Linked DNA regions of Mus musculus: all the other regions are linked to region 6. A link is a contact called in public HiChIP or PLAC-seq and Micro-C data. All regions are on one chromosome and are shown on one strand. The core of a region is the stretch at or near the end of the contact, and the rest is flanking DNA. Distances in the headings are between cores, read along the strand shown. Region 1 holds the start of Pear1 (platelet endothelial aggregation receptor 1). Region 2 holds the start of Zbtb7b (zinc finger and BTB domain containing 7B). Region 3 holds the start of Efna4 (ephrin A4). Region 4 holds the start of Hdgf (heparin binding growth factor). Region 5 overlaps Gm33845 (a long non-coding RNA gene). Region 6 holds the start of Arhgef2 (rho/rac guanine nucleotide exchange factor (GEF) 2). Region 7 holds the start of Shc1 (src homology 2 domain-containing transforming protein C1).

Region 1 (2,700 bases), core at 1-2,500, 850 kb after region 6:
ATAGCCCAGTGCTGTCACCTGCTGTAGTAGAGAACACCCAACGGCCCAGAAACTTTATGGTGAGGGGAAGAAGATGGACATACGTGAGTACATACTCTATGATGACATTTACACGGATATTCTAGAAATATAAACTACAGAAAGCAAATCAAAACTTTCGTGGGGTTTGGGCTAGGGGTGAGGACGGAATCTGCGTCCTTACTGTAGCCTAGAGTAGGTACACTGGGGGAGATGGACTTTAAAACATTAGATTGACTTCTGTTGCAGGGGAGGGAATATGTACCATGCTATGGCACTGTTGTGGGCATAGATGACAAGTTTTGGGATTTGATTCTCACCTTCTACCATGTGGGTCCCTGGGTTCAACCTCAGGTCATCAGGCTTGGTGGCAAGCGCGTTACACCCCCTCGACCCCTCCCTGAGCCATCTCTCCATCCCCAGAGAGGGACATTTTAAACCACACTTTTATTGGGATGAACACATTTGTCTAAGCCAATGAAACAGCATGCTAAGTAGAATAAGCTAGATGTGGAAGGTCGGAGGCCGGAGCTGAGGTACATATAGCCTAACTTCACGATGGCTACCAGGGCCAGGGGATGCAGACTGAGTTTCAGTTTGGGATGAGGAGAAAGCTCTGGAAATTGACAGTAGCAAAGGTTTCGTATATGTGAAATACTTTATGCCACCGAACTGTATACTTAACATTTGTTGAAAGGATGTGTTTTATATTGTGTATGTTTTGCCACGATAAAGTTTTGGAACATTATTCATCAAGCCAAGTGGGCTTATTTTTATTATATGTCAATCACTCTTAAATAAAGGTGTCCCTGCTGTTTAGAATTCAACCTAGGGCCTGCAGCATAAGCCACACTCCCCCAGGCCCAAGTTGTCTTTGTTCTGAGACCTGACTGTGGTAGGTCGCTGAGTTCTTCGGAGCAAGCTGATGAGCAAGATCTGCTTTCTTTATGTAGCAGAATCCTGCTTCAACTCTTGCAAAGGTCCCAAAGATCTGACCGCGCAGGCAGGGTGCCCCTCCCCTGAAGGCCGCCAGGGGGCGCCGCCGGGCAGGAAAGAGGGGCGTCGGGTGGACCGCGACGCCGGGAGCCGGGGCTGTCAGGTTGGGCGGCTCTCCCCGTCCACTTCGCAGACAGGCGTGCGGAGGGCTGACCCCACCCGGCCGGGCTCCAGCCTCCCCGCGCGGACTTCCTGCCTGGGCGCGGGCGGAGGCCCACCCCCTTCCTGCCCGCGCAGCCAGCTCTGTCGGCCAGCAGGACCCGTCGGTACAACACGCCGCTCTGAGCTCCGAGCTCCGAGCCCCGAGGCAGGTGAGTGACCTGCCCTGGGCTCTGGAGCCCGAGACCGCTGGGCTGAAACCTGAAGAGAGGAAAGGAGGAGATGGAGTGGGGACTCCTGTGTGTGTGTGTGTGTGTGTTCCGTCTAAGTGGAAAGAGAAGAGAAAGGAGAAAGGAGAGAGTTAGGGGAAGAGAAGAAAGTGAGATCTAAGTAGAGAAAGCCGCCTAAGTGAAAAGAGAGAGAGAGAGGAGAGAAAGAAGAGAGCGAGCAGAGAGGGAGAGGGAGACCTAACTAAGTAGAAAAAGAAAGCTGCGTAGCTCTGAGGATAAGGAGCTAGGATGGGGACCAGCCTGGGAGAGCTCTCTTCTCGCCCTGAGGAAGGCAGCCTGCAAGTCTCCTGGATTCCAGTGTGCTGTTTGCTAGTGTAGAACCATGGTGGTGGTACCGAAGCCCTGAAAAGCAACCCTAAACCTTGTCTTCCCTCTATCCCCCAATTTCTTCTTTCTGGGAGGACCAACAAAACACAGTTGCCTGCCTGTCTCCTCCTATGTCTCGCGGAGAAAGACCCTGTTTAGTGTTCATAGTGTTGCCCCCTACCCCTGCCCAGGGAAGAGATTGGATTTGCGTGTCCTTTCCCATCTTGTAGGGGAGAGGTCAGCCATAGGCACCTACAGTCTCTGAGGCTTGTTTATTGTTGTTTTTTTGTTTGTTTTTCTTTTTCCTGGATGATGTGGGCCCATAGCCAGGCTGATAGTGTGAGCCCTGGGGCCCGGGAACCCAAGCTCCATCCAGCAAGGCCTCCCTCACTTCGCATCCCTGTTTCCAGCCTCTAGCCACGGACTCGTGACTCCTTGTTTTGGACTTTTAGTAGAGCCTGCTGCCCCAGCTGGGGACGGTGACCCCTGGTCCCCGGAGACTGGAACAGCGTGTGCTGGTTGAAGTTCCCAGGCTCAGCCAGGCCTTAGCTCTAGGCAGGGCCGGATAAGGGGTCAGTTCTCAACCCCTGCCTATGCTAGGCCTAGGGGGTTGGAGGCTGTTCTCCAAACCCAACTCCAGCCCACAGTACAGTGCCCTACCTCTGGCTGTGTGTGCATGGGTGAGATGGGTGTGGGCTGGCCTCCCACCTGCCAGCCTACCCTGCTTGGCTGCTCTTCCAAAACCTGCCCCCTCCCTGGCTTGCCTTTTTCTTCTCAGTGAAGGGTGAAGTGGGAGGGTTGGCTTCTGCTTCTCCACTCCATTCCAACATGCCCTATCAGACAACCCAGAAGAGGAAACCCTCCCCAGGCAGCCTGCTCCACCAGCGAGAAACCCAGAGAAAGATAGTTGCCACAGCCACTGTATGTGGCTTCTCTGAGGAAACTCCAGCTTGGAACAGGATGATGGCTCCTGGTACCTGCCCTGTGGGGC
Region 2 (2,700 bases), core at 109-2,608, 770 kb before region 6:
GGCACCGCCCATTGTGGTCCAACAGGTTGAGCTGGTGTCCTGCGGAGCCACCTGCTGGAAAGGGAAGGAGGCCCCCTGCGGAGGGAGCTGGGAAAGAGAACAAGTCCGACCCGGTTCCGCCTGGCCTGCTGCTGCGAAGCCGAACCTGGTCCTAGAGAGCGGGATTTGACTCCGTTTGAAACGAGTAGGAGGGGCCCTTTTGGGGTCTATAGCATCGCCAGCCCAGTTGTAAGCGTCCCTCAGAGACTACCATTCTTTGGGTCGGGCACTTAAATACGAATACCGGTTTTTCCCAAACCCACTTAAGCAAACATCCTAAACCACCCAGGTCTCTATCGTCACCTCGGGGTCTGAGTGAATCTGCGCCAAGATCCCTCCACTGTAGGGTCTCAGTTTCTCCACTAAAAGTACCGGCTGGTTGAAGGCAAAGCGTCGGGGCCCCAGAGGGAGCGCACCTCCCCCTTCCCCTTCCCAGACTCAGTCCCTCCCCTTTGAAAATGCCAAGGCAGCAACGGGCACTGGCTAGAGCGCAAAGGCTCCTTGCCCCGGGCACTGTTCCCTCCCCGCGGGGCGCCGTCACGCGTGGGGAGGGACACAGAGTGCCCACAGACTCGACTCCCCCGCTCCCTCGGAGGGGGATGGGCCAAGAGGCTGAAGCTCAATGTCTAGAGGTTCTCTCTCTTCCTGGGGCTCTGACCTGGTTAAAGCCCCTCGGCAGGACCCCACTCTTTCTAAATTTTAGGTCTTCATCCCCAGCAGCGTATCCGTAACCTCTCATACCATTCCCTCCCCAGGTGGTGACCCTACAGAAGCCCCTCTTGAAAGAGAGGAAGTCCCTGAGGGGGCTGCTCCATTCCCTGGCCACTGCGGACACTGTCTTCGGCCTCCCTCCCCTTCTGGTTTCTGGCCAGCCCAGGCTCCACCCCCTCCCTGGATGAACCCTAGGCGCGTCCCACATGGGATAGGCGGGTGTTCAGGCCAATGGATGGGCAGGGCGGTGGCGTGCAAGGGGTGGAGCTGGGCAGCAGCAGAGGGCTGGACGGGGGTCGGAGGCGGAGCTCCAGTTAAGGTGGACCGGAGGAGATAGTGGTAGAAAGCAGAGAGGGAGAGGGATCGCGGCAGGTGAAGGGAGTTTGAAGGAAAGAAGGGAAAGGAAAAGGGTGGGAAAGGCTCAGGGAGCGAAGCAAAATCTCGGAGAAAAGGGACGAAAAGGAGGGAGGGACCCATATGCTCCCTGCTGGAACTAGCTGTTGGAAGAGGTGGAAGTTTATGTCCTTATTGGGCGGAGGGAGGGGGTGCCTGGGGGGGGCGGATGAAAAACCAGGAAGTGACAGAGGGTGTTGCTAAGGGTGGGGGGGGAGTTTGGGGGTGGCAGGGGCGGGGGGAGGGAGGGGAGGGATGGGGGGAAAGCAAGAGAGAGGACAGGTGAGACAGCAGGACAGGTGAGGCGGGCCTTGGGGGGGGGGGCGAGTGGAAGCCAGGTGAATGTACGGCTCTCCGCGGCCAAGGGGGGGGCGGGCAACAGGAGGAGGCAAAGGGTGGCGGAGGAGGAGCCCCCCAGCAACGAGCAGCGAGCCACTGACCGCGGCCTTCTGACCAGGACCGGAGCAGAGCCCCAAGCCCCCCAGCCTGGCGGGGGACGCGCTTCTTCCTACACCCTGTGCCTCTGCAGCTCCAGCGAACGGACCCAACGGCTGAAAGGTAAGTGAACCCCACTTTTTGTCCCTTGGCTCGGGATACACTAAACTCGAGCCTACTGCAGTGTCCTTCGTGCGTCCTGTGAGACCCCTGTACACACACGTACACACACACACACCAGATTTCAACCAGTCGCATTCCCTGTAGCTTTCCTGGGTCTTTGGAATTGGTTTTAACTTGGAGGAAAGGTAGAGAACTATGGACTATTGGCCTCCCCCCAACTCTGAGCGGAGGGTCTCCAGAAACTTTCTTTGCACTTCTAATATCATACAGACTGTGAGCTACGGGATGGAGAGGGGGTGAGCTGCACTGAACTTACCCCTACCCCCAGTCGCTTTTGTGACTTTAGGGGGAGACCCCAGACCCGACCGAATGGAGGGAATGGAAACCCTGACGGACTATAACTAGGACAACGCGTGTCCCCACCCACCCACCCAGCTCCGCGCCCCCCTGGCACGGTGGGCTGGACCCAGGCCAGTGGCACGGGGGGTGGGGGGCAGCGGGAGGAACCGCGGCTTGGGGGAAAGTTACCGGCTGGACTATTCGGTTTCTTGCGCTTCCAGAGCCGCGTCGTCTCTCCAGCGGTAGTGCGGCTCAGCAGGACGACCCCTCTGCCCCTCCCGCTCCGCAATCACATTCCGGTCTCTCAAGCCTCAGGCCCACCGCCACCTTTTCAAAGTCAGCTTTTGCTCTCACAACTCCAGTGCGAGGGTGGGTGATAAGAACTCGACCTACCAGCGGTCTTGCCGCCGGCGCCGGCGCACCTGCCCTGAGCAGAGTGGGGGTCGCTGTGTGGTAGAAACCTAGTGCGCACCGCTGGCCGAGGTTGGCCATTCAGAGGGGTGGGGGGCGCTGCTTTCCATTTCCAGCTTTCTCTCCCCTCCTCCCACCCCACCCAAGTAAGAGAGCGACGTGTCCTGGCCAGAGCGGGGGGGGCGGGAGTGGGGGGGCAGCGTGGGCAGCGGGTTGTGCCCGGACACGTGCCTGCCCAGGCGCCCCGGC
Region 3 (2,700 bases), core at 142-2,641, 720 kb before region 6:
TAGAGACAAATGACCTAAGTCGTCAGACCTGCATCCCCACCCTCTGACCAGTGGCTGGGAAAATGGATCTAACTGGTGTTCTCAGAGCCCTGAGCCTGGGTGGAGCAGGGCAGCGGCTGCTTGGATTCCAAGGCTTCACACCTGCCTCCTCCACTTCCCTGCCCCCACCTGAAGGTTCCAGAACAAAGGTGCTTTGTGCTTTGTACTGATTGCTACCACCTCATCATTTAGACCTCAGGACTGAGGACTCCTGGGAGAGAGGTGTGTGCGGATAAGGGGCAGGCTGTGTCCCACAATGGTCACCCAGCACGATGCTCTAGAGGAATGTCAGGGGTGTCCCCAGAGCCACTTCAGTCCTTCCCCTTGTACCATCTGCGTGTGCAAAGCAAAAGAACAATGCATGGAAGGTAATTCTGCTTCAGCCTCCAAAAGTATCTGGGGTATCAGGTGCTGGCCATCATGTGTGTGTGTGTGTGTGTGTGTGTGTGTGTGTGTGTGCGCGCGCGCGCGCGCGCACGGCACCTATGTACACACTTTCCTACCCCCAAATAGGAACTTGCTGTGTGCTGACTAGAATGCTGGATTCTTCTATGGGTGTACTTCATGTGCCATCCAGCTCTGACCTCCCAGACTTCAATGAGGCTTTCTACCTTGAACCAATGAAGACACAAAGGACAAGATCTAAACATAAACCGAACCGGCCCTCTTAGGTGGTGCTGCATGAACCCCGTGGCTGTAATCCCAGCACTGGAGAGGATAGAGCAGGAGGATCATTGCCAGTCTGAGGCCAGCCTGGCTTATAATAGAAGTTCCAAGCCAGCCAGACTTTAGTGTTAAGACCCTGTTTTAAACAAAATAAAGTACAACATAGGATTTGAAAGAAGACAGCCTTGGTAAAGTGCTTACCTGAGTTTGGATAACCAGCACCCGTGTAAAAAGCCCTAAGTTTAGTGGTTTATTTCTGTAACCCCTCCGTGGGTGGGAGGGGTGAGGTGGGGCTAGGAAACAGGAGCACCCCCTCCTACCCCGACCCCAAGCTTACAGGACTGCAAGCCAAGCCAATCAGGGTTCAGTGAGAGACCCTGTCTCAAAAAATAAGGTGGAGAAGGAATAGAAGCGCCGACACGTACACACACATAGAAAACCAAAACCCTCAAGCATTAAGTCCTTAGTGGAATATCCACCATGCCACCCTCTTCCAGCACAGTGAGATAACAAAGGGACGCTTTGGCTAACCTGGAGCGCTCGGGGCACAGGAAGCACAAAGGGTTAACAAGAGTTGGCGCTGAGTAGAGAGGCGGAGACAAGTTTTCATTGGTGGAAAGTTACCCAGGGCTGTGGTCTAGGAGCCTCCACACCCCTCCTCCGTTCCGTACCCCCCACCCCCCTCCACTTTTGTACCTTTCTCGCCGGGACAGAGAAGTGGGCCGGGACCAGCCGGGCCAGACCAGACTGGACCCCAGGGGCGATGCGGCTGCTGCCCCTGCTGCGGACTGTGCTCTGGGCCGCGCTGCTCGGCTCGCGCCTGCCGGGGTGCTCCAGCCTCCGCCACCCAATCTACTGGAACTCCTCTAACCCCAGGTAGCACGGCCGAGCGAGGCGAGAGCCGAGCTGGGCCCGCGCGCTCCCAGGCTGTGCGCGCGCCCGCTGCTCGCCTTTTTGCAAGGCGCTGTCTGAGCCCTGCCCAGCCGCGCGATGGGGCTCCTTTGTTTGAGCCGGCGGGGGAGGGGCGAGGCGTGCCCGGGGGTCCCCCCCCGCCCGAACGTGTGTGTGGGGGCGAGCGGACCACCCTAGTCCTGAGGGTGGTCGGTTGGAGTCTGAGAGCAGGGAGCTGAGGGGGCCTGGGCCCCGTATTCCGGGTCCCGCCCCCCTTTTCTAGGGAGCCCAAACCTCCGGCGGGGCAGGAGCTGGGGTGGACCGCTGAGAACCAGGGAGGGATTTTTACCCAAGTGAAAGAACGTTGAGTTCCTCTCTGGTTCTGAGAGCCTCTCGGGCCCCTGGATATCTCTGCTTCCATCTTGATCTTATTTCTGTCCAATCCTGGCCCTGTTCTTCCATCTGATTCACCTGTGGGCCAGTCATTTGACCTTGCTCACCTCAGTTATGTCATCTACAAAATGGGCTAATAATACCCAGTACCCTGGGAAGCAAGTGGACTGACTGAGGTCAGGCTTGTGGAAAGGAGTGCCGCTGTACAGATTTCAATGCTTATTTCTTCCCCTCTGCTGAGCTGGCTGCCTTTGAACCTCGGTATTTTTTGCTGTTTGCATCCTGCTTCCCATTCCTCCCTGCCTCTCTGCCTTCCCCATCTGTTTTCCTTTCTGATTTTCTACTTCAGACAATCTGTGGCTCTGTTCATTTATTCACTAACATTTGATAAGCACATACTCTGTGTGTGTGTCAAGACCAGTGCTGAGCTGCTGGGCTTTACCAATGAAACCCTGCCCCGTGGGAGGCCACAGCCCCCCAGGGAGGGCAGGCCTAAAGATAGTCATTCCAATACCAATACCGGGTGATAAGCGCTATTGTCCTGGACTCTGACTTCTTCTATCTCAGTTCCAGACCAGTCCCTCAGCCCCCAGCTCTTGTGTTTCTAGTTCATTCACCAAATTCACAAGTATTTCCTGAGCTCTGGCTTGGCAGGGGGTGTTTCTCCACACCCAGTGTGATGAAGCATACAAAGATCCTATCTCCCCTCTG
Region 4 (2,700 bases), core at 97-2,596, 710 kb after region 6:
CTCACTCGGTATCAAGGGCCCCCTCTACAATCGTTTTGAAAAATTCCCAGAAGCAACCCTCCCCCCAACACACACACACACACACACACACACACACACCTTTTCCTGGGAGGGAAGGTGATAAACACAGCAGGCTTTCTGCCCCACCCTCCCACCTGGCCAGGTGCTGGAATGGGGAAGGCCCTACTCTTGGCGGGTTCAAACAACCACATGGCTGACACCGGCCTCCCTGACTGGAGACGCTCACTAATGGGAAGCCGAGGAAACTCCAGCGTCCCACAATCCCCCACACCGCGCTAAGGTCGTCTGTACTGGATTTCCCAAAGCACACGGGGGCCCTGCTGCCTCCAGTTCCAAGTCTGAGCTGGAGGCATATGGAGGGATGTTCTTGTAGAGCTGGGGGCTAAATCGGTTATGGCAGAGTCACCAGGCCAGGCAAGACCATTTTTAAGTAAGTCGTCCCCAAACATTTCACGACCCTCCCAACTTCAGAGTTCCTACCAAAATGCTCCAAGAAAGTTTGTGAGTCGCCAACTCTACATCCACCTAACCCTCTGTGAACTGAGACCCCTCGCACCCGTTCGTCCAGCCAGAGAAACCTGAACTGGAGGCAACTATCAATGGAGACTCAGGGCTCAAGCGGGGCTCCGAGAAGGGGTTGGGATTCGCGGCGAAAGAAGCGACACACCATCGGGCCGCTCCCCCCCCCCCCCCCGCCACCGTGAGCCCGAAGCCTCGGCCGCTGTGACGGAGGGGTGAGGGCGAACTGAGCACGCGGCGCTGCCCGCCAGGTGCCGGCCGCGATCGCCTCCGTTATGTAAGCGGTGGTGGGCTCCCGCCAGCCAGAACAGGCCTGGCACCCCTGCCCCTACGCCCGCTCCGCGCTCGGCGGCCGTGCCCTCCCGAGCGTTATGCAACCCGCAGCAGGGCCCGCGACGGCCGCGCCACTCACCCGGGCCGGCCAGTGTGGGTATCCTTTCATCTTCGCAAACACCAGGTCTCCGCACTTGTACTCTTTCTGCCGGTTGGATCGCGACATGGCGGGGCCGCGGGCGCCCCGGGCTCCGCGCCGAGCCGGGAAGCGCGAGCCCAAGTTTGCGCGTGCGGCGGTTGCGGCGCCGCTGCGCTCCGGCCCTCGCGCGGCCCCCGCCTCGATGCCGGCCCCCGACGCGAGCTCCGGGGCAGCCACGGCGTCTGCGCCCGCGCGCCGCTCGGACAGGGCCGGGCGCGGTGGGCAACACACGGCTCCGGGAGCGCTAGCTCGTGTGGTTGTTTGTGTTTGAAATTCAATTGCTCCCTCCTCGGCGCGAGCGAGGCCGCTTCCTCCACCCCCCGCGGCCCACTCCTCCCCTCGCGCTCCCGCCCGCGGCGGTTCGATGCGCGCAGCCAATCGACGCCTACAGCCTGCCCCGGCCTCACACCCAACCTGGAGGCCGCCAGGCGGGGCTCAGAGGCACAGGCTTGAAGAGCCGAGTGCCGAGCGCGCCGAGCGGGCTTTGTGTGCGGGCGGGTGGTGGGTGCCAGCCCAAAAGGAGCTGGCGCCCGCTGGACAGGCTGCACGTGCCCCTCCCCGGGCTCCTCTGAATGCCCTGGCCAGGCGGGGCCTACTGTGGCCTGCCTTGCGCTCTGTCCCCCCTACCACGTGCCATGTCCCAACCCACGTATTTGCTCTGCGCCTCTGACTTCTAACTAGTTAGACCGCCAAGGCAAGAGGTGTACCCCACACACTCCACGTGCTTCTGTTGGTGGCGGTATAAGAGTTCGAGTCCTACCATTTCAGTCTACTCTAAATTAACAGCTGTATCTGGACTATCACCAATTACCCTCACTAGAATAAGGAGGTCCTAAACGATAAAGACAGTTGGATACCACTAAATCTAGTTTGGAGATATATAGTATTAATTTGAAGACTGTATTTGGCCTGGGTTATATTCTAAGGAATGATGTGCGCAAAACTTGATCTCAGATCTCAAACCAAACAAGATTTTGTTGTAATTACATCTCTGTGCAATGGGTTTTTTGTTGTTTATATCTAATTGTTTTATATCTTATTTTTATTGAGACAGTCTTTTTTTTTTATTTTTTTTTATTTTTCAAGACAGGGTTTCTCTGTGCAGTCCTGGCTGTCCTGGAACTCACTCTGACTGACCTCAAACTCAGAAATCCGCCTGCCTCTGCCTCCCAAGTGCTGGGATTACAGAAGTGTGCCACCACTGCCGGGGGAGACAGTCTTAGTATGTAGCCCTGGCTGGCTGGCCTGCATACTCTCTTTTTAAAGAGATTTGAAGGTTTCTGGTTTTTGTTTGTTTGTTTTTGGTTTTTCAAGGCAGGGTTTCTCTGTGTAGCCCTGGCTGTCCTGAAACTCATGTAGACCAGGCTGGCCTCAAACTCAGAGATCCACTTGCCTCTCCCTCTTAAACGGGTGCACCACCACTGCCCAGCAGATTTGAAGGTTTTTTTTAATATTTATTTATTCATTTATTATTTGTAAGACACTGTAGCTGTCTTCAGACACTCCAGAAGAGGGCCTCAGATTTCATTAGGGATGGTTGTGAGCCACCATGTATGAGTTCAAATGGTCCACAAACAGCTGGGATTTGAACTCAGGACCATTGGAAGAGCAGTAGGCACTCTTAACCACTGAGCCATCTCACCAGCTCAGATTTGAAGTTTTTATTTGTGTTTGTGAATGCATGCTAC
Region 5 (2,700 bases), core at 43-2,542, 680 kb before region 6:
GGAGAGATAACATTAGTTGTTAAGAGCACTGGCTGTTCTTCCAGAAGAAAGGGGTTCAGTTCCTAGGACCCACATGGCAGCTCACAACTGTCTGTAACTCCTGCTCCAGGGGATCTGATACTCTCACATACCTAACAATTATTGATTGAATTACTGATTAAATAATCAATTATTGTTTGAATATGAGACATTAGGCATTTAATGTTTTTTAATGCTAGATTTTTTAAAATATTTATTAATTTTTATGTATGTGTGCTCTACCCGAATGTACACCATCATGCCAGAAGAGGGCAACAGATCACTGAATAGATGGTTGTGAGCTACCATGGGGTTGGTGAGAGTTGAACCCAAGACCTCTGGAAGAGCAGACAGTGCTCTTAACCGCTGAGCCATCTCTCCAGCCCTAATAGAAGACTTTTTAAAACATTTCTTTCAATACTTTTAAGCCTTCCTCAGAAACTTACATGAGTTTTTCAGGACAGAGAGACAAATGGTTTGCCTTTGGGGGATTGCAGGGTCTCATGTGAGCCTTGAACAGGCTGTGAGGCTGACCTTGAACTTGTGATCACTCTAATTGCACTTTCCCAGGTGTTTGCCACAACATCCAGGTGGATTGACCCTTCAAAGGTTCACTGCTAAGTGATATTTGGCAAAAGCAGAGCAGTCTTTGACCTAGGGCTAATCTAAAGAGGCAATATCATCCTGGAGTGTGGGCTGCTACACCAGCTAGCCAATCAGGAGATAGAAACCACACAGTACTTTGAGCAGGAGAAGTTTAATGTGAGAACTTATTAACCATAATAAGGGCTTAGAGTAGGGAGGGGTTGCCTGGCAGAAGTCAACAGAACTCCAAAAGAATACGGGAATTGTCAAGCACACTTATAGTTCAGGAACTCTAGAAGCTGAGGCAGGAGGATTGCTTAATTCCAGGAGATCAGGGCCCACCTGGGCAACATAGTAAGTCTCCATAGTCTAAAATAATAATAATAAAAATAATGATAATAATTTTTTCAAGGAGAGCACGGGGAATGGCGGGTATAACGGCAGCCACTTCTCCAGTGGTCCTGCGCGACAGTAGCAGAGGAGTTTCAGCGGCTGCAGAAATCAGCGCGGATGCGTCAGCATCGGGAAGAAAAAGCGCTTTTCTCAGACTGTCTCTGCAAGCGCCCCCTCCGGTTTTACAAAGGCTTTGAAGTTTAGAGGTTATGCATCTGGAACCAGCCAAGAGTAGTCAAGGCAAGACTGCCTTTCCGCGGTGGCTTGTGGGATGACGAGGGATTGGTGGCCCTGGTGAGAGCTCTGCTTTCGTTCTCCCACAGTTCTTAGCAAACGAGACTGGCTTCCCCGCAGGCTGTGTTACTCATCCGAAGCTGAAGACCTGAGGGACGCTGTACCAGTTTCCAAAGTCCCTTCTCTGTACAACTCCTGTCTAGGACTCTGTGCTGCAAACTAGAGCTGCCTTGGTCTTCCTGGGCTGCATTCCTTCCCTTCCTCCCCTCAGAGACTCTGACTCGCAGGCTGCATCTCCCACACCCAATCCTGGAATTTCCACCCACGAAGCTGCGTGGTCTTGGGGCTCGCTTCATTCGTGTTTGCCCTCTCAAATAGCACCCCAGTTTTACCTCTTCTCCTGTGTCTGATTATCAGTAACAGGAACTATTCTTTTATTTATTTATTTATTTTTTTTTCCGAGACAGGGTTTCTCTCTGTAGCCCTGGCTGTCTTGGAACTCACTCTGAATATCAGGCTGGCCTTGAACTCAGAGATCACTTGCCTCTGCCTCCTGAGTGCTGGGATTAAGGGTGTGCATCACTATTGCCAGGCTATGTGTTTAGCTATTTAAGACAAAAAGAGAAGAAAATGGTCCCTGTACTCCATCAGGACACAGTCCAGAGGTTTATGGAGTGGGATACAGAATGGGCACAGTGAGAGAATACGTGCTTAGCGCTTTGGAAGCCTGAAGCACGCTCTCAGTGTCAAACACACAACAAAGCTGAGACTGCGTAAGTGGCCGCGTGGATAGGGACACTTACTGCTCTTGCAGAGGACCTGGGCTCAATTCCCACAGCCAGCTAGGAGATCTCTAGACCTAGGGGGTCTGACATCCTCCTACATGCACGTGGAACACTTACATACACTCAGGCTCACACACATTAAAAGATAGAATCAATACATACTTTCTTTAAAGAAAATTCTAGTCTGGGTGTTGTGGCCCATGTTTTTAATCCTAGCTCTCAGGAGGCAGAGTCAAGTGACTCTCTGTTAATTAAAGGTCAACTTGGTCTATATAATAAGTTTGAGGCCAGCCAGGGTTGCGTAGTGAGTCCCTGTCTCAGAAACAAACAAAAATAAAACCCAAAAATCAAACCCAAGACCATTACACTCAAAACCACCTGTGATTTGGGGAGTCTTTCCTCCCCCTCCCACCATGACTCTGACTTTGTTTGTTTAGTTGTTTGGTTGGTTTTGGTTTTTTCGAGACAGGGTTTCTCTGTACAGCCCTGGCTGTCCTGGAACTCACTCTGTAGACCAGGCTGGACTCAAACTCAGAAATCTGCCTGACTCTGCCTCCCAAGTGCTGGGATTAAAGGTGTGCACAACCACGCCTGGCTTCGTTTGCTTTTTAAATAGACTTTGCAGAAGCCCTGCAATGCAGACCTAGGGGTTGGAGAGATGGCTCAGTCCTGAGGAATGCCTGCC
Region 6 (2,700 bases), core at 12-2,511:
TGCCTTTGCTTTCCGAGAGAGCCTTATAATGTGAGTGTCCTGAGGTACAGGGAGGCGCCGTCCGCCTGAACCAGGCCCCCCTGGCTTCACTTATTCATCTACAAGTCCTCCTCGGCTTCACCACTTCCTGTGAGCTGAGGTGAGGAAAGTCATGGCATTTGGGAGGGCGTCTGAATACAAAGACAGGAATAAAGGACACTTGTAAAGGCGTGCTGGAGAGGTCGTATTGCAGAGTGTGCTGATAATTACACAGCCAGACTCCAGATGACAGGTGAAGGGCCCCCAAGCCGAGGCGATAATCGAAATATGGCTGAGGGGAGTGGGGGAACTGGGTTAACCGAGGCGGCTGGAGAACCAGGAGCCTGGAAGCTGATGAAACAGATAAGGGTGGGAACTACTCTGGGTCCTGGCACCGAGACGCTCAGGATGTGAGAAGGCATCCCAGCGACACAAAGGCAGCTTGCTTCACCTGATGGATCGGTTTGGCCTGGCGGAGAAAATGGGCGGCCGCTTGCTGTCTTGACCCCTAGCCACCCGCCTACCCCAGGCAAGAACTGAATCACAGCTGGAAAGTCCATCCGCAAGAAGAGGAGGAGCTGACTTTTGTCTTGGAGGGGCGGGAAGGTGGGGGAGGGAGCTTGGAAAACACCCCCTCCGGCCCCCTCCACCCGCTGGTGGGGACAAAGGGGGAACGACCGAGCCGGCGCTAGCGGGCACGGCCGCAAGCAACCCCCGGAACTGGGGTGCGGAAAGGGGTGCCCAAGAGCGTCGTCCCTAGGAACCCGACACGCTCGCCCCTCTTTCCCGCTCGATCCCTTACCGGAGCAACTTTCTTCCGAGCGGCCCAAAACACTCGGTCCCGCCGAACCACTGGTAACCCAGCTCAGCTCTCCTAGATCCCCGCACAGAAGCTGCGCGGGTGCTGGAGACGCGGGTCACGTTGCGGTCCTCCAGCCCCCTCCTCACGCGCTCGCAGCCCCACCCACCCCGTCCGGCCGCTGCGCGCGGACTCGGGCGCCCCAGAGCGGGCGGGGGGACGCGGGACGCGGGGCGGAGGCCCAGAGGTCGGCAGGGCGCCCGGTCGCAGAGCCAGCCCACCTTGGTTGCCTGCTCCTTGCTCCGGTCGATCCGCGCGCGAGTGAGGGATTCGATCCGAGACATAATCCAGCGTGAGCCGCGGGAGGACGCGGCGGCCCCGGGTGTCCAGCAACGGCGGGGGAGGGGTCCGGCCGCACGCGTCGGCCTCGGGGACAGGAAGTCTGAGTCCCCTCGCCCCTGCACCCAGCACCAGTTCCTCAAACCCTAGTCTCCTCCCCCACCCGAGCTCAGGAAGGGGAGAGGCGGAGCGGAGGCAGGGCGGGGTACCCGCGCACCGGACGGGACGCCGGGGTTAGTATCGCTGCAGTCTGCTGGACAGGGGTCCTTGGGACAGGTTCGAGGATCCCTTTTCCCTTTAGCGCTTAGGAACACTCTCTGACCTCAGCGACCTCCCTTAGCTCGGCTGTCCTTGAAAAACACCGGCGCCCATTCCGGGTAACTTCACTCTTTAAAGACCCTAAGGGGATTCTATCACCTTATCGGTAACTGGGAGACCTAGCCATAAGGGCTCACTCATCAAACAGGCTTGAGTACACAGACCGCTTTTACAATGTTGGACTGGTATGACAAGAGGGAGGGGGCAATGAAAGGGGAACTAGAAGCTTCATCGTTAACAGGCTTCACTCCCCCAAAAGAGTGAAGAAGGGGACTCCTTTCCAAAAGCTAGGAGTCCACAAGAGAGGGTTTTCCCCTCACCCCCCCCCACCCCCCGCCCAGCTTCTCACCCCTCTGGGCCTTGTGGACCACACTCTGACCATCCTTCTCAGCCCCACCTCTGCCAATTACTTTGGCAGTGAAGGTGAGAAGGCTCCACCTTTCCTGAGGCTAGCTGAGGAAATCCTTCCTTGTGTCCTGACACCAGTTTTCTCTGCCACAGGAGACTATAGAAACAACTTGGCCCTGTCTGGAAACGTTTGAGCTTGCTGAGGAGTGTGGGTGGGTTTTCATTTCTCTGGACCCTTTGAGTCAACCTGAGTTTCCTGCCACTGGGGAAATTCTCCAGTCTGCTCCGTTTCCACCTATCAAGGTCTCCGATTTCTCTGTAAAAACCTGAGCACCCTGGGGCAAAGTTTTGTAAAAATTTAGGGTACTACCTAATCTAGTCCCAAAAGTGTGTGGTAATGAGGGAGGGAGATGGCTAGGCGTGGTGTTGCACAGAGGCAGGGAGATTTCTGAGTTCAAGGCCAGCCTGGTCTACAGAGTGAGTTCCAGGACAGCCAGGGCTACACAGAGAAACCCTGTCTCAAAACACCGAAAAAAAAAAGAAAGAAAGAAAAAAGAAAGAGGGAGGGAGATGAGGCCCAGCCACTGTCACCAGCTTCTGCTCTGTTCTTCTCGGTAGCGGGGCAGGGAGGGTGGTGTTAGGGCTGCAGGTTTCCAGCCCAGCCCTGCACTCCTAGAGTGCCAATTTTAGCCTCAGTCTCTAATTTGGGCTCGGCTGCCTCATCCACCCGCTGTGCTGGTTGGGCTCCTCAGCTCCTCACCCCGGCTCTGCTCCCCTCCCACTCTGCTCCTCTGACCTATCTCCTGCCTAGGAACTCCCTCACCTTTTGTGCCCATTCTCCTGTTCAGGGTCCTTATATAGTAAAGGCCAGGGAAAAA
Region 7 (2,700 bases), core at 65-2,564, 800 kb before region 6:
GCCCATGTACTGTAGGGGAAGGAGGGAAGAATGGATCAGCTGACCCCATCCCCCACCCCACACTTGCAAGCCCTTTGCAGAAGGTTCTAGGGCTTTGCCTTATATAGTCCTTACTTCCTAAGGAAAGTAGATTGAAGTAGCCTTCCTACTGCCTGGGGCTTCCACTTCATAGGTGTATGGCAAAGGGGAAAAAGGGAAGAAAGACCACAAAAGAGGAACTTCGTGCACCATGGGGGGACTGCGAGAGGAGTAGCAAACATTGAGTGGGATGGAGTGACATCTCTGGAAAAGGGAGGAGTCTAGAGGGAATAATCAAGAAGTCATTTTCATTCAACTTTTACAGAAAGCCTCAGATGTGCTTGGGCACTGTGTGAACTGGGGGGGTGGGGGGGGGGGTTGGGACCAAAGGAGGAAAGGCAGAAGATTCACAGGCTAAATTAAGGGCAGAGACCTGAAGAAGGAATGCACCAGGTCTAAGAACTGAGAGAATGGCACAGATGTTGCTGGGGGAAGAGCAGGGAGTCCCTGGCAAATCTGGAGTGAGCAGAGGAACTGGACGGGAGGGAGTGGGAGGGGGGTATGCACTCACCCGAACCAAGTAGGAAACCCCAGGTCCCATGACTTTGTCGTTGGGATGCAGCCAGCCTCGTGTGGGCTTATTGACAAAGCTCCCGTGTCTGGTCCACTCCTCGCCCCCCAGCTGGCCCCCTTCTACCCGAGTCCTGCGCCCGCCGCCTCCACTCAGCTTGTTCATGTCCTGGAGGAGGGGCAAGAGGCCTGAGTCCCGAAGGGCTGCCCCTGCACTCCCTTCCCCATCTTCAGCAGCCTTTCCTGGCTCCCCTTTAGGCCCCAGGCGCCCCCCAGCAGGATTGGCCAGCTTCAGGTTGCTCATCCGGGGAAAGAAGGAACACAGGGTAGTCGGACTATCGTCCCCCGGCAGAGGAGGCAGAATGGGTCCCAGGGATGAAGCTGATGGGGAAGGTAGCTCCTCCGGAGGGGTAGACCCCGAAGCCCCCTCCTCCAGCGATGACAGAGACTCATTCCGAAGTGGGTTGTACTTCGGCTTGGGGGGTAGAAGATCCATGGCTGGGGTGAGAAGAGGGGCTGCTGCCCAGCCCGGCCCCCCTGCCAATTCAGGCAAGGGGGCCAGGCAGGGGGCATCCCCAGGCCCTTAGCCTAGTCTGACCTCGGCAGCCCGGTGATAACAGATGACCTGGGGAGGCGAAGGACAAGTGACCTCTGCTCTCCCAACTCAGACCTAGACAGTTTGAGAGCACATCCTTGCACAGCCCAGCTAGGAAACCTCTACTGGCTGAGGAGTACAGGCTGGACCCAGAGCTTACTGGCTCCTCCCCAGAGGCGGGGAACTAAGGAGAGAGACCAATCCCCAGGACAGTGCTGACTCACAGGCTCAGAGGGGCTGAGACACCTCCCCACACAATTTGTGCAAGCCAGGCCACTCTCCCAGCCCAATACAAACAACTGTCTGGGAAGGAGGAGGTGCCCGGCGCGAAAAAAAGATGGAAAAATAAGCAAAAGAGAAAAAAGAAAGGAAGGAGTTAAGAGAAACTCTGGACCAATCCAAACCGACGTGGGCAAGCCAAAGAGAGCAGGAAGACAGGAAGGGATAGAGAGGAAACAGAAGCTGCTGGGCGGGGAGGGGAAGGGGGGAGATGTCCCCCAGAGTTTAGCATTTCCTTTCCAGTCCTGGCTGAAGACGTGACTAGCCCCCTAGCCCAGACAGCCCAGACCACTCCCATCCCCACCATACAGTGAGTGAGGTGGTAGCTCCAGGGAACCTGGGCCATTAGCATCCTCCACCACAACAGCTGTGGACCACAGTAGAGAACCAGGGAGAGAAAGTAAGTCCCAGTGGATATAGTGCAAAGCCAAGAGGAAAGACAAGCTAAAATGGGAATAAAGGCCAATTTATTGGTGGTACATCAGGGGGCTACCAGACAAGAGCTAGAGCAAGCCTGTTTCTACAAGTCACCAAGGACCAACAGACTTGGGGGGTGGGAGTAGGGCTTCCCCAGAGGGTACAGAGACATGCAGCCACCCCTCGGACCTACAGATATATTGTTACTCCTTACAGGCAGTAAACCACCTGACAGTGTACCTCAGGCTAGTGGAGGAGTTGGCCTTGGAGGTAGGGGAAAGAAACAGAACTGGTGCCTACAAGCCACAAAGGGATAATAGGGTCATAAACAAATCTGTGTTAATAAAGACAGGAAGGAGAAAGGGATATTAGAAGTTGGAGTCTGGCCATAAGTGCATAATAATACCAAACCCATATTTCTTTGCCCACAGTTTCCTGCCACAGCTCTGCTTAAGGCCATTCAGGAACTTAAAGAAAGTGACCAATCAAAATAGCTCCAGAATAAACTATCGCTTTATTCCCTTAAAAAAAAAAAAAAAAAAGTAGCTGGGTGTGGTGGTGCACCCTTTTAATCCCAGCAGAGGCAGGTGGATTTCTGAGTTCGAGGCCAGCCTGGTCTACAAAGTGAGTTCCAGGACAGCCAGGGCTATACAGAGAAACCCTGTCTCGAAAACCAAAAAAAAAAAAAAAAAAAAACCAAATACAAGAAATAAAAGATACTTTTTGCTTATTTGTTTTTTCAAGATAGGGTTTGTCTATGTAACAACACTGACTGCCCTGGAACTTGCTTTGTAGACCAGGCTGACCAGGATGGCCTGGAA

The links. A called contact is a pair of places that touch in the nucleus more often than the background predicts. HiChIP or PLAC-seq counts read pairs in DNA pulled down with a chosen protein or histone mark.
Region 1: a contact with region 6 is called in a FOXA1 HiChIP or PLAC-seq map of pancreatic cancer cells. The contact joins the promoter of Pear1 here to the promoter of Arhgef2 in region 6. A contact is called at or near these places in 1 of 39 promoter capture datasets (liver) and 1 of 115 datasets of contacts at active chromatin or transcription factors (pancreatic cancer cells).
Region 2: a Micro-C map of embryonic stem cells shows a contact between it and region 6, with 2.4 times the contacts expected there. The contact joins the promoter of Zbtb7b here to the promoter of Arhgef2 in region 6. A contact is called at or near these places in 1 of 484 Hi-C or Micro-C datasets (embryonic stem cells), 1 of 115 datasets of contacts at active chromatin or transcription factors (bone marrow-derived dendritic cells) and 1 of 9 other capture datasets (adipose tissue).
Region 3: a contact with region 6 is called in a FOXA1 HiChIP or PLAC-seq map of pancreatic cancer cells. The contact joins the promoter of Efna4 here to the promoter of Arhgef2 in region 6. A contact is called at or near these places in 4 of 115 datasets of contacts at active chromatin or transcription factors (memory CD8 T cells, microglia, neural tube and 1 more).
Region 4: a contact with region 6 is called in a FOXA1 HiChIP or PLAC-seq map of pancreatic cancer cells. The contact joins the promoter of Hdgf here to the promoter of Arhgef2 in region 6. A contact is called at or near these places in 1 of 39 promoter capture datasets (pre-B cells), 1 of 115 datasets of contacts at active chromatin or transcription factors (pancreatic cancer cells) and 2 of 9 other capture datasets (adipose tissue and pancreatic islet).
Region 5: a contact with region 6 is called in an H3K4me3 HiChIP or PLAC-seq map of bone marrow-derived macrophages, with 4 times the contacts expected there. The contact joins the enhancer-like site here to the promoter of Arhgef2 in region 6. A contact is called at or near these places in 1 of 39 promoter capture datasets (the C10 cell line) and 4 of 115 datasets of contacts at active chromatin or transcription factors (bone marrow-derived macrophages, double positive thymocytes, kidney and 1 more).
Region 7: a contact with region 6 is called in a FOXA1 HiChIP or PLAC-seq map of pancreatic cancer cells. The contact joins the promoter of Shc1 here to the promoter of Arhgef2 in region 6. A contact is called at or near these places in 1 of 484 Hi-C or Micro-C datasets (the G1E-ER4 cell line) and 3 of 115 datasets of contacts at active chromatin or transcription factors (memory CD8 T cells, microglia and pancreatic cancer cells).

The regions. Positions count from the first base shown.
Region 1 is chr3:87,767,503-87,770,202 of GRCm38.p6, reverse strand. It overlaps Pear1 (platelet endothelial aggregation receptor 1), which reads left to right and starts at 1,250. Exons shown (of 25, transcript NM_152799.2): 1 at 1,250-1,325.
Region 2 is chr3:89,392,036-89,394,735 of GRCm38.p6, reverse strand. Zbtb7b (zinc finger and BTB domain containing 7B) reads left to right here and starts at 1,358. Exons shown (of 3, transcript NM_009565.5): 1 at 1,358-1,701. It overlaps Gm15417 (predicted gene 15417), which reads right to left. Exons shown (of 2, transcript NR_040403.1): 1 at 2,230-2,700.
Region 3 is chr3:89,336,719-89,339,418 of GRCm38.p6, reverse strand. Efna4 (ephrin A4) reads left to right here and starts at 1,391. Exons shown (of 4, transcript NM_007910.2): 1 at 1,391-1,581. The coding sequence starts at 1,469.
Region 4 is chr3:87,904,967-87,907,666 of GRCm38.p6, reverse strand. Hdgf (heparin binding growth factor) reads right to left here and starts at 1,346. Exons shown (of 6, transcript NM_008231.4): 1 at 953-1,346. The coding sequence starts at 1,039.
Region 5 is chr3:89,298,308-89,301,007 of GRCm38.p6, reverse strand. All of the region lies in intron 1 of Gm33845 (a long non-coding RNA gene), which reads left to right. Among named protein-coding and RNA genes, the nearest start is that of Gm33845, 3.3 kb to the left of the region's middle. Within about 2 kb of position 1,292, at least 105 of the 459 cell types and tissues checked have an H3K27ac peak or open chromatin away from gene starts, as enhancers often do. A contact at or near this core is called in bone marrow-derived macrophages, kidney and pancreatic cancer cells, where this site is marked.
Region 6 is chr3:88,619,720-88,622,419 of GRCm38.p6, reverse strand. It overlaps Arhgef2 (rho/rac guanine nucleotide exchange factor (GEF) 2), which reads right to left and starts at 1,261. Exons shown (of 22, transcript NM_008487.4): 1 at 1,099-1,261. The coding sequence starts at 1,161. Gm20652 (a long non-coding RNA gene) reads left to right here and starts at 1,315. Exons shown (of 2, transcript XR_375820.2): 1 at 1,315-1,389.
Region 7 is chr3:89,420,235-89,422,934 of GRCm38.p6, reverse strand. It overlaps Shc1 (src homology 2 domain-containing transforming protein C1), which reads right to left and starts at 1,314. Exons shown (of 12, transcript NM_001113331.2): 1 at 590-1,314; 2 at 1-9. The coding sequence starts at 1,084.